Linked DNA regions of Sus scrofa: region 1 is linked to region 2. Evidence: chromatin contacts called from public Hi-C data. All regions are on one chromosome and are shown on one strand. Each heading gives the region's core, a stretch centred on a gene start, on an enhancer-like site or on the middle of the called end of the contact. The rest is flanking DNA. Distances are from core to core; before and after follow the strand shown. Region 1 has its middle 40 kb from the start of ALPL. Region 2 has its middle 8.5 kb from the start of HP1BP3.

What was found. A called contact is a pair of places that touch in the nucleus more often than the background predicts.
Region 1: a Hi-C map of embryonic fibroblasts shows a contact between it and region 2, with 2.8 times the contacts expected there. The contact joins two enhancer-like sites. A contact is called at or near these places in 1 of 5 promoter capture datasets (fetal skeletal muscle) and 1 of 47 Hi-C or Micro-C datasets (embryonic fibroblasts).

What each region holds. Positions count from the first base shown.
Region 1 is chr6:79,546,265-79,552,833 of Sscrofa11.1, forward strand. No RefSeq gene overlaps it. Among named protein-coding and RNA genes, the nearest start is that of ALPL, 40 kb to the right of the region's middle. Within about 2 kb of position 1,782, at least 4 of the 83 cell types and tissues checked have an H3K27ac peak or open chromatin away from gene starts, as enhancers often do. A contact at or near this core is called in embryonic fibroblasts, where this site is marked.
Region 2 is chr6:79,013,010-79,019,822 of Sscrofa11.1, forward strand. No RefSeq gene overlaps it. Among named protein-coding and RNA genes, the nearest start is that of HP1BP3, 8.5 kb to the left of the region's middle. Within about 2 kb of position 4,107, at least 5 of the 83 cell types and tissues checked have an H3K27ac peak or open chromatin away from gene starts, as enhancers often do. A contact at or near this core is called in embryonic fibroblasts, where this site is marked.

The DNA.
Region 1 (6,569 bases), core at 532-3,031, 530 kb after region 2:
AACGAATCTGACTAGGAACCATGAAGTTGTGGGTTCGATCCCTGGCCTCACTCAGTGGGTTAAGGATCTGGCGTTGCCGTGAGCTGTGGTGTGGGTCACAGACGCGGCTTGGATCTGGCGTTGTTGTGGCTCTGGTGTAGGCCGGCAGCTACAGCTCCGATTCAACCCCTAACCTGGGAACCACTCAACCCCTAACCTGGGAACCACCATATGCTTCTGGTGTAGCCCTAGAAAACACAAAAAAAAAAAAAAAAAAAAAAGAATGAGGGTCCTCTTTTGAGCCTCAAAGGGTCAAGGGTAGGACCCAGGATGCCCCAGGGGCTTGATGGAGACTGGCCGCCCCCTGCAATTTCCTGGTTGGGGAGTGTCCTGCGTCTCCAGGCTGAAGGTGGAAGATGTATTTATCCTGTCCAGTGGCTCCACTGGCTCCAGTCAGTACACTGAGGCTTCATTGCACGTTGGCCAAATACGAGGGACCAGAAAGAACATGTCTCTCAGAGTTGTCTTGTGCACAGAAGGCTGGGGATCCAGCATTGTCATTGCAGTGGCTTGGGTTGCTGCTGTGGCTCGAGTTCCATCCCTGGCCCAGGAACTTGTGCATACCACGGGTGTGGCCAAAAAAATAGAAAAAAAGACTGCCTTTCCTTTCTTCCAACCCACCAGTAATTGGTTTAGTTCTACCTCCAAAGCATATCCAGCCCAGCCCCTCCACTCCCAGCCTCCACACTCCTTTCCCTGTGCTGCGTGAAGTGTGCCCTCACCCATCTCCCTGCTCTGCCCTTGCCCCCCTCCCAGAGCCACTTCTTCACACACAGAAAGAAGGAGACTCCGAGGGTGTAAATACTCTGTTCTCAAAACTTTACTGGCTTCACCAAAGCTCAGAATTAAATTCATGATAGCCTTCAAAGGCCTGAGCTACTCACTCCACCCACCTCTGCCCCCTCCTCTCCTCCCCCCTCCCCTTGGCTAACCCAGCACCTGTCACTCTGTTCCTACTGCTCCTAGAAAATGCCAAACCCATTAGGTTTCGGGGTCCTTGCCTCTGCTGTTTCCTGAACTCAGCATGCTTGTCCTCCAGGGTGGAGCAGGGTGGCTCCTTCTTACCTAAGTCTCATCACACAGGTCACCTTCCCAGCAGGGCCCTTTCCTCAGCTCCCCTAGATGTCACAGCTCCACCACTGCTGCCCCTGCTCTGCCACCCACACTCTGTTTCGATTCATGAAGGTGTCTGGTCAATATATTCATTACTCTTTTAATAGCTAAGTGGATAGCAGGTCTCGAGGACCCGTGAGGGCAGGGCCACCTCTGTCCTATCCACTATTGATCTCCAGCACCATAAACAGGCTTGGCACATAGCAAGGTGCTTAGTAAAGGTATATTGAGTAAATGTGATAATATTTCGCACCCACGAGAATGGCTAGAATCAAAAGGGTGAGGATGCGGAGAAGTTAGAACTTTTTATACATTGCTGGTAGATGTGGAAAATGAAGCCATTTTGAGCTGGTAAGTTCTCAGAAAGATTAAACACAGACTTGCCATATGACCCGTTAATTCTCCTTGGTGGAGGTATATACATAAGAGAGTGAAAGCCTATGTCTACACAAAAACTCGTTCATGAAGGCTCACAGTCCCACACTATTCATAATTGCCAAACACTGGAAATAACCCAAATGTCTGCCGGCTGACAAATATATAAATGAAACGTAGTATATCATTACAATGCAATACTATTCAGCAACAAAGAGGAATGAAGTAAGGATACATGTTACAACACGGACAAACCTCAAAAACATATACTCGGTTTAAAAAGCCAGACACAAAAGACCACATGTTGCATGATTTCATTCACATGAAATGTCCAGGATAGACAAACCCATAGAGACAGACAGTAGACTCGTGGTTTCCAGGGGCTAGAGGAGGGGAAAATGGGAGTGACTGCTAATGAGAATGAAGTCTTTTTTAGGATGATGAAATGTCCTGGAATTAGATGGTGGTGATGGTTGCACAACTTTGGGAATATACCAAGAGCCGCTGCATTGTATTCCTCAAAAGGATGAAGTTTATGCCATGTGGATTATTCCTCAATTAAAAAAAAAACTGGGATATTAATATTCCTAGCAGCATTAGTCATGATAGCCAAAAAGTAGAAAAAACCCAGAAAAAATCAGTCCGTCAACCGATTGATGGATAGACAAAGTGTGGCTTATCTATTTGATGGAATATTATTCTGCACTAAAAAGGAAAGAAAGAAATACTGTTATAGGAATTCCCATTGCAGCTCAGCGGAAATGAATCTGACTAGTAGCCATGAGGTTGAAGGTTGGATCCCTGGCCTCGATCAGTGGGTTAAGGATCTGGCATTGCCGTGAGCTGTGGTGTAAGTTGAAGACTCGGCTCGGATCTGGCGTTGCTATGGCTGTGATGTAGGCTGGCAGCTGTAGCTCTGATTGGACCCCTGGCCTGGGAACCTCCATATGCCACTGGTGCAGCCCTAAAAGGACAAAAGACAAAAGACAAAAAAAAAAAAGAAATACTGATATACTGATATAGGCTACAACACGGTCGAAACTTGAAAACATTACAATAAGTGAAAGAAGCCAGTCACAAAAGAATGCATGTTCTGGAGTTCCTGTCGTGGCTCAGTGGTTAACGAATCTGACTGGGAACCATGAGGTTGTGGGTTTGATCCCTGGCCTTGCTCAATGTGTTAAGGATCCAGCGTTGCTGTGAGCTTTGGTGTAGGTCACAGATGTGCCTCGGATATGTCATTGCTGAGGCTGTGGCTGTGGCTGGCAGCTACAGCTCTGATTGGACCCCTAGCCTGGGAACCTCCATGTGCTGTAGGAGCGGCCCTAGAAAAGGCAAAAAGACAAGAAAAAGAAAAAAAAATGCGTGTTCTGTGATTCCATCTATAAGAAATGTCCAGAAGAGGTAAATCTATAGACACGGAAAATAAATTGGTGGTTGCCCAGGGCAAGGAGGGAGAGGAATAGGGGGCAGATGGCTGGGAAATGATTGCCCATGGGTACAAGGCTTCTTTGGGGGATGAAAATGTTCTGAAATAGGATTACAGTGATGGTCGCACAATACTGTAAATATACTAGAAATCATTGTACGGTCGACTTTAAAGTGGGTGAACTTTTATGGTATACAAATTACATCTCAAGTTCTCCCTGTGACCTAACCCCATTCAAGCTGGTGGAGGAACCATCTGAGATGGAGCACAACTGCCCCCTGGTGGTAGTCAGGAGTGAGTACTTGGGAACATGGTCATGGGGACAGATGTGGGTAAGAGGCTAGCTTTTTTTTTTTTGGATTTAAATATATGTTTCAGGTGTATAATATTATAATTTGACATCTGTATACATTACAAAGTGAGCACCACCACAAGTCTAGTTATCATCCCTTACCATAAAGTTCCTTACCATACATACATTATCATACCCTTCACTTCATCCAACCCCTAATCCCTTCTCTGGTAAACTCTTATCTCTATGAGTTTTTGGTTTTATTTTGTTTGGTTGTTGTTGTTGTTGTTTGAATTTCACACATGAGTGAGATCATATTGTATTTTTCTTTCTCCATCTGACTTATTTCACCTGACACAATACCTTCACGTTCCATTCATGTTGAGCAAATGGCAGGATTTCACTCTTTTTTTATAGCTAATATTCCATTGTGTATATATATGTTTTTTTTCCTTTAAGAGGTCAGACTGCTTTTAGCTTTTTTTGCCTTTTTTTTTTTTTTTTTTGCTATTTCTTGGGCCGCTCCTGCTGCATATGGAGGTTCCCAGGCTAGGGGTCGAATCGGAGCTGTAGCCATCGGCCTACACCAGAGCCACAGCAACTCGGGATCCGAGCCGCATCTGCGACCTACACCACAGCTCATGGCAACGCCCGATCGTTAACCCACTGAGCAAGGGCAGGGACTGAACCCGCAACCTCATGGTTCCTGTAGGATTCGTTAACCACTGCGCCACGAAGGGAACTCCGCTTTTAGCTTTTTTAAAAACTTCACTTATATTAAATTGATACCATATTACCTCAATTGGAAACTTAGCCTCAAAATTGTGAACTCCTGAAAGTGTTATTGATCAAGTTTGCTATCAAGTTAAATCTGGAAAATTATGGTGGTTGCATTCAAAAGATTAATGATTAATGAGTAATAAACATTTCCTTCCTCCTGAAAAAAATGGTGACATATATATATATATATATACATCACATCTTCTTCCATTCATCCATCTATGGACCCTTAAGTTGTTTCCATATCTTGGCTATCATATACAATGTTGCAGTGAACATGAGGATGCATATATCTTTTAGAACTAGTGTTTACCTGTACTTTGGATAAACACCCAGAAGTAGAATAGCTGGGTCATATGGTAGTTCTACTGTTTTTGGAGGAATCTTCATACCCTTTCTCGTTGTGGCTCAGCAGAAACAAACCTGACTTGTATCCATGAGGAAGCAGGTTCAGTCCTGGCTTTGCTCAGTGCGTTATGGATCTGGCGTTGCCGTGAGCTGTGGTGTAGGGTGCAGAGGTGGCTTGGATCGCACTTTGCTGTGGCTGTGGGGTAAGCTGGCAACAACTGCTCCAATTCAACCCCTAGCCTGGGATCTTCCACATGCCATGGGTACAGCCCTAAAAAGACCAAAAAAAAAAAAAAAAAAAACAGCCCAGCCAACAGTGTGCAGGGATTTGTAGCCTCTCCAACATTTGTTACTTCTTATCTTCTTATCATTTTAGTAATAGTCATTCTATCAGGTATGGGGTGATATCTCATTGTGGTTTTGATTTGCTTTTCCTTGGTAAGGGATGTTGAACCACTTTTCATGTTGGCCATCTTGTTGCCTTTTTTGGAAAAAAAAATGATTTCAGATACTCATCTCTTAATCAGGTTTTTTGTTTTACTATTGTTGAGTTGTATTTATTCTTTATATGTTTTGGATGTTAATTCCTTATGAGATATTTAATTTGCAAATATCTTCTCCCATTCAGCAGGTTGCCTTTTTGTTCTGATGATGGTTTCCATGGCTGCGCGGAAGCTTTTTAGTTTGATGTAGTCTCATTTATTTTTTGTTTTATTTCCTTTGCCTCAGGAGTCAAATCTACAAAAACACCACTAAGACCAATGTCAGTGAGATTACTACCTATGTTTTCTTCTAGGAATTTTAGGGTTTCAGGTCTTATGTTCAAGTCTTTTATCCATTTTGAGTTAATTTTTGTGTATGATATGAGATAGTGGTCCGGTTTCATCCTTTTGCATGTGGGTGTCTAGTTTTCCCAACACAATTTATTGACGATACCATCCTATCCCCATTATATATTTCTGGCTATTTTGTTGTAAATGAGTTGTCCATATATGTGTGTTTATTTCTGGGTTCTCAATTCTCTTCCATTCATCTGTGCGAACACCATAATATTTTGATTACTATAGCTTTGAAGAATTGCTTGAAATCAGGGAGTGTGTTGCCTCCAGCTTTACTCTTCTTTCTCAAGATTGTTTCGGCTATTCAGTGTCTTTTCCATACAAATTTCCATACCAATTTTAGAATTATTTATTTTAGTTTGGTGAAATGTGCCACTGGAATCTTGATAGGAATGGCATTGAATCTGTAAATTACTTTGGGTAATATGGATGTTTTTAACAATATTAATTTTTTGAGCACAGAATATCTTCTGCTATTATTACTATTAGTACTATTATTTTGCTTTTTAGGGCCACACCCATAGCATACAGAGGTTCCCAGTCTAGGGGTCAAATCAGAGCTATAGCCAGCGGCCTACACCACAGCAACGCTGGATCTGAGCGACCTGCACTCAGCTCAGGGCAACACTGGATCCTTAACTCACTGAGCGAGGCCAGGGATTGAAACTTCATCTTCATGGTTACTAGTCAGATTCATTTCTGCTGTGCCACAACGGGAACTCTTAATATCTTTCCATTTTTTATGTCTCTTCTTCAGTTTATTTCACAGTATCTTGTTTTCAGTGTACTGACCTTTCACCTCCTTGATTTAATTTAGTCCCAAGTATTTTATTCTTTTTGATTTAATGGTAAATAGGATTGTTTCCTTAATTTCTTTTTCTGGCATTTTGTTATTAGTGTATAGAAACACCACATATTGATGTATATTGATTTTGTATTCTGCAACTTTACTGAATTCATTTATTAGCTCTAAACATTTTTTGGTCATCAGTAGGGATTTCTGTGTATAGAGTCATGTCGTCTGCAAATCATGACAGTTTTACTTCTTCCTTTCCACTTTGGATGCCCTTTATTTCTTTTTCTTGCTTAATTGCTGTGGCTAGGACTTCTGATACTATGTTGGATGAAAGCAAAGAGAGTGGATATCCTTGTCTTGTTCCTGATCTTAGAGGAGAAGTCTCAGCATTTCACTACTGAGTATGATGTTACCTGTGGGTTTGTTATATATGCCTTTTATTGTGGTCAGGTACATTGCTATATACACATTTCGTTGAGAGTTTTATCATAAAAGGATGTTGAATTTTGTCAAATACTTTTTTTTTTTTTTTTGGTCATTTTAGGGACGAACCCTTGG
Region 2 (6,813 bases), core at 2,857-5,356:
TGGAAATTGACAGAATTTTAAAATCAGAATTATGAAATTGGATCCATTTGTTAAAAAAAAAAGTGAAGTTCCAAAAAAATGGTGATGATGGAAAGGATACTTTACTGTTATATACATAAAAAAGTGAAACTGCCCAATGATGAAAAAATGGAATCTTTTCAAAAGGGGAAAACAGGAGTTCCCATCGTGGCTCAGTGGTTAACTAATCTGACTAGCATCCATGAGGACGAAGGTTCGATCCCTGGCCTCACTCAGTGGGTTAAGGATCCTGTGTCGCCGTGAGCTGTACTGTAGGTCGAAAATTCGGCTCAGATCCTGCGTTACTGTGGCTGTGACCGGCAGCTACAGCTCTGATTTGACCCCCTAGCCTAGGAACCTCCATATGCCTAAAAAGCAAAAAAACAAAAAAACAAAAAACGAAAGGGAAAAACAGAAAACACTGGCTTTGAATATTCCTAAAATACTTGCAGCAAGGCTGTCAGAGTTTCACCCCAAAGTTGGGAAAGAGTAGCATACATATCAACTCTCAAGACTGTTAGTTCAACTATTAAATTTCAATATTTATCAGTGATGTTCCTGTTCTTCCAAACAGAAAAAAAATTTTTTTGACCAAAAACCGTACATGATGATGTTGAAATTCAACCCAATTTTTGTGTCTCTGCTTTATATTCTACTTGGCTGAGCCTATGATACTTAAAAAATAAAAAGATTCTGAAATTTAGTCTAACCAGCTGGCATAGCTGTCTCTATCCACAGGAGGAACAAGGCCAGAGCTGGATGTGACAGCATATGCATTTTTAAGTACCTAATATTTTTAGGAGTTCATTATAGTTTTTTTTTTAGCAAACACTGGTTATTTTTTTTTTTCATTCTTTCATAGGCAGGGCAATGTGTAACTTGCAAAGGACACTAACCATTAATCTTTGTGCAAAAGAAAAAAAAGATTTTGCAATGCCTTCCTTATTGAATCCTAGGGAAAGTGGGAGCTAAAAGCTACCACTTCCTCAGGGCTGTTAGCAGTAGAAGGATAAGCCTGAGGCTTTATGATGTATACTAAGGGAAATGAAACAATAAAAACAATTCTTAACTATACAAAAAATGGTAAACAACATAGGCGAACCATGATCTCCTAGAGTTATGAAGATAGCATAGTTTAATTTTGTATGTGGCTGAACATGACTAAGGTCATAGGCTCTGGTAGAAAAAGAAAACTGGACAGAGGGAGGACATGTCCCAGGTATTCCAGACAGAATGCTGGGGGCTTGATATAGTCTCCTTTAATTAATCCTCACAATGACCTTATGAGATGGATGGTGTTTTACAGATGAGGAAACTGAGGTTTAAATAACCCAGGCAGGATTGTGTTAAAGCCCCTATTTTTCCAATTCCAGGGCTCCAAAGTATATCCATTATGCCATTTTCCCCAGGGCAGAATAGACTTCTGATAGTGAAAGAAAAAAAAAATCTGTATCTATCATATATATACATATATATATATTTTTTGAGAATATATTTTGGAAATCCCTTCAATGTATCTAAGGGCTTGTTATGTTTCTTGAGCTCCTTCCATTCCTTCAGATTCTGATTTAGTAGGTGAAGGTCTGTGAATCTGTATTTCTTTTTTTTTTCTTTTTTTAGGGCCACACCTATGGCATATGAAAGTTCCCAGACTAGGGGTAGAATTGGAGCTGCAGCTGCTGGCCACAGCCACGCCAGATCCTCAACCCACTGAGCGATGCCAGGGATCAAACTCACATCCTTATGGATTCTAACTGGATTCTTAACCTGCTGAGCCACAAAGGGAACTCTTGAATCTGCACTTCTGATGTGTTCATGAGGGCCACTGATACTGCTGGTCTAAGGCCCATACTTTGAATAACCATAACCTTAGATGTAAATTTAATTGCTTACTCCAAAGAGCCAGAAGTTATTCCAGTCTACTGTATTGCTAAATTTTAGAAATGGAAATGATTAAAAGTACTGCCATTCCTGAGTGAGTTTACTTTGGTAGACTGTCTGAATATTGCTGGCTAAGGGAAGTTAAAACAAATCATCACAATAGGAAAAGAGAGGGAACAGTTCCAATCTTTTTTCCTGTTATATAGGATGAGCAAAAGTCTAATTGTAATATCTATAGGGTGGAGTCTTTCAGGTACCAGAATTATCATATAAAAATGAAATATTTTTAAAAAGTCATAGTGTTCCTATGAAAATGGCTTACTCACTTGGCAAGATCTCACCTTCAATAAAATAAAATAGAGTTTAAAACACTGGCAGAGGATTTCCCATTGTGGCTCATGGGGTTAGGAATCTGACTTGTATCGATGAAGATGTGGGTTTGATCTCTGGCTTTGCTTAGTGGGTTAAAGGATCTGGCATTGCTGTGAGTTGTGGTGTAGGTTTCAGAGGTGGCTCAGATCCTGCATTGCTGTGGCTGTGGCCAGTAGCTGCAGTTCTGATTTGACTCCTCTTCTGGGAACTTCCACATGCCTCGGGTGCAGCCCCAAAAAGACCAAAAAAAAAAAAAAAAAAAATGCTGGCAGAACTAGTAGCAGAGACACTTCAGTAGTAATGAGTTCACCCAGTGCGCACATACCTTGGTTTCTAAATACCACTTTTTTTTTTTTTTTTGGTCTTCAGGGCTGCACTTGCAGCATATGGAGGTTCCCAGGCTAGGGGTCAAATTGGAGCTACAGCTGCCAGCCTACACCACAGCTCGGAGCTACAGCTGCCAGCCTACACCACAGCTCACAGCAATGCCAGATCCTTAACCCACTAAGAAAGGCCAGGGATCAAACCTGCAACCTCATGGTTTCTAGTCCGATTCGTTTCCACTGAGCCACTACGGGAAATCCAGAAACACCATTCTACAACAAACCAAGTCTCCTTGAAGAAACTGCTGATACGATGGCTAGGGCAAGGAAAATCAAGACATGCCCTGTGGCATCTTGCCCAAAGTAAGTGCTCTAAAAACAAACAGATGAAGTGCCAAAAAGGTGCATGAACAATTTGAGTTTCCAAGACCAAAACTCGAACAATCTGGGCAACAAAATAGTGTGGTATTAGATTATACCTCAAAGTATGGAATATGTATGAATCTGTACTATAAAAATACTGTAATATATGTGTGTGTATTTACACGTGATAATAACAAACAAAATTTTATCGCAGGAGAATTCCAAAGAATATCATCCAGGAAGGAAGTAGAGCTTAATTCTTAATTCTCTCCTATTCCAACCTCCGTCCCCCATTGGGGGCTAGACTTAGTGACTAGCCTCCAAATAGACCAGAATAAGAAAGGAGAAAAGAAAAATAACTATAATGTGGAGACCCTGGAAACCACCACCTTAACCATGGAGTCAAGGTTAAACATCACCGTGATGTCATGAGGGCACTTCACTTACGTGATTTTGTTAACCCCAAACTCATAACCCCAGTCTAATCATGAGGAGAACATTAGAAAAAAAATCTACTTGAGGACAGTCTACAAAATACCTGACCAAGCTGTCAAGGTCATGACAAACAAGGAAAGATTTAAAAACTGTCAAAGGCCAGAGGACACTAAGAATACATGATGACTCAATGCAATGTGGTATCCTGGATTACATCTAGCACTAGGAAAAGGACAAAAGGGCCACAAGTGAAACCCAAATAAAGTCTGGAGTTTAGTTAACAGCAATGTACCAGTGCTGGCTTCTTTTCCCTTTTTTTGGCCATGACACACAACAGCATGATGTGGGATCTCAATTCTCAAGATGAGGGACCGAACCTAGGCCACAGCAGTGAAAGTGCCAAGTCCTAGCCACTAGACTACCAGCTCCTTCAATGGTGGTTTCTTGGTTTTGATAAATGTCCTGTGGTAATCTAAGACAGTAACAGTAGAGGGAACTGAGTGAAGGGCATATGGAATACCTTCTACTAAATTTGAAAACTTTTCCATAAGCCTAGAATCAGTTCAAAATAAAAATTTATTTTTAAAAAGTTCAGCACATGATTCTATGTAGCTTATTCCTTTGGTATGTAAGTCATTCCATGATTTGGTAATGTAAAATGATGTCTTTGGGGGGGGGTGGTAATGGTAGTCCCAATACTAACAGATTGGCATTTGTCCCTGTGAGTCATACATGTGTTATTTGAAGCTTGTGAGCACATGATGTATCTCTCCCTAGATGTGGAGACTTACAGCTCAAGTTTATTGACAAGGAAAGGTGATCTATAAGATGAACAGAGACTGAAGAGTGGTAAGGGCTCTGTTTCAAGGCATTTTTATTCCTTAATGAGTAATTTTACTCTAATGACATGTAAGCAGCATCGAGCTGTTCATAAATAGTCACTATGTCCAAATGTGCCTCCATGATGAGGACAAATAAAACCTGATTCTAAGGCAAACTACATCTTAACTTTTCTAGGGCAGCTGTAGTAGCCTCATGCAGGAATCTCAACTGCAAGGAAAAATACTCAAGTAGCAACGAAGGAGAGGTCAAAATGACCAGACCCTAGTTGCCAGTGCCAGGATGTCGGGCATCCCAGGTCATACACGTCAAGTACACAGAGTGACCACAGGAAATTCTTAGGAACTTGTTCAGATTTAGCTGACGTTTGTAAACATATTGCCACATTACATCCAGAGAGGTGGCACTTAGAAAACAGTAAGTCAGGAGTTCCTGTCGTGGCGCAGTGGTTAACAAATCCGACTAGGAACCATGAGGTTGCGGGTTTGGTCCCTGCCCTTGCTCAGTGGGTTAATGATCCAGCGTTGCCGTGAGCTATGGTGTAGGTTGCAGATGCGGCTGGATCCTGCATTGCTGTGGCTCTGGCGTAGGCCGGTGGCTACAGCTCCGATTCGACCCCTAGCCTGGGAACCTCCATATGCCGCAGGAGCGGCCCAAGAAATGGCAAAAAGACCAAAAAAAAAAACAAAAACCAAAAAACAAAAAAAACAGTAAGTCAAAAACGGAAAAAAATGAGGGTCTAAACCATGCTGATGTTGCAAACACCTGTGAGGTTTGATCACTTGCTAAATGTTGGAGTTCAAAACAAAAAGCAATGCAATGTATGATTTCATCTGAATCCAGAGAAACAAAAAGTAGATTAAGTGGCTCCCAGGGGCTGAGGAGAGTGGAGAATGAGGAGAGACAACTAAAGGGTATGAGCTTCTTTTCGGCACGATGAAATGTTCTGAAATTAAATAGCGATAGTCACACAACTGTCAATACAGTAAAAACCACTAACTGTACACTCTAAAAGGGTAAATTTTATGGTATGTGAATTGTGTCTCAATAAGAAAAGAGGCAATATCAAAAAAAAAAGAGAGAAAGCAATGCAAAATGTTCCTTTCTCAAACATGGGGAATATGGGAATGCATGAGGGCCAAGGGCATGGTCAAAATAAAAAAAAAACTGGATCCCTACACAAACAAACAAACTTAAATAATGAAAACACAAAACTAATTTCAATAGCCCAAGACTATTTTTTCTAGAAAATAGAAAATGGGTGGCGGGCTGTGTCCATGGCACGCAGAAATTCCCAGGCCAGGAATGGCAACTGCACCACATCAGTGACAACGCCAGATCCCTAAGCCACTTTGCCACAGGAGAACACCTAGAAAGTATTTTTCTTTCTTCGTTTTCTCTTTTTCTCAAGGCCGCACCTGTGGTATATGGAGGTTCTTCAGCTAGGGGTTGAATGGGAGCTACAGCTGCTGGTCTACACCCACAACCACAGCAACTACGGATCTGAACCTTGCCGGCAAGGATCCTTAACCCAATAAATGAGGCTAAGGGCTGAACCTGCATCCTCATGGATACTAGTCGGGTTCATTACTGCTGAGCCATAATGGAAACTCCTAGAATGTATTTTGAAATAAATTAAAAAAAAAAAAAGACAAAAACCAATCAAAGATCTGCCAGGGTAACGAGGGGCAGACATTTCTTAGTGAGATAGGATGCTGATGCAGCATGTAAACCTCTTTTTTTTTTTTTTTTCATGAAGAATGTGAGTTCCATGAGAGTAGACCTCTTTTATTCACTGTTTTATTCTCTGCACTTAGAACACAGTAGAATCTCCATGGTTATTTGCTGAATGAACCAAGTTCATGATGCAGCTATGAACTGGTTTGTTGGTCTATGCAAGAATCCAAAATGAGTTCAGGAGTTCCCATTGTGGCTCAGCGTTAACGAACCCAACTAGTATCCATGAGGATGTGGGTTTGATCCCTGGCCTTGCTCAGTGTATTAAAGATCTAGCATTGCTGTGAGTTGTGGTATAGGCTGCAGATGTGGCTCAGATCTGGTGTTGCTATGGCTGTGGTGTAGGCCAGCAGCTGCAACTCCTATTCAATCCCTAGCCTAGGAACTTCCATACGCCTCAGGTGCAGCCGTAAAAAGAAAAAAAAAAAATTTATTTTGAAAATTGGCATCATGTTCTTTTCCTAAAAAGGGTACAACTCTCACTTAAGCTTTTTTTTTTTTTTTTTTTTTTTTGTAGGCCACACCCTCATTATATGGAGGTTCCCAGGCGAGGGGTCAAATCAGAGCTGTAGCTGCTGGCCTAATCCATAGCCATAGCAACTCAGAATCTAAGCCAAGTCTTCGACCTACACCACAGCTGGATCCTTAACCCACTGAGGCAGGCGAGGGATTGAACCCGCATCTTCACAGACATTAGTCGGATTTGTTTCCGCTGTGCCACAAGAGGAACTCCTCACTTAAATTTGCTGAATAGCTTTTAAGTTAGCTGGTTTGAATACAGGCATAAAACACCTTAATTAATTAACTAAACCTTAATTAATGTATCTGTTCCCAAAGAACAAAT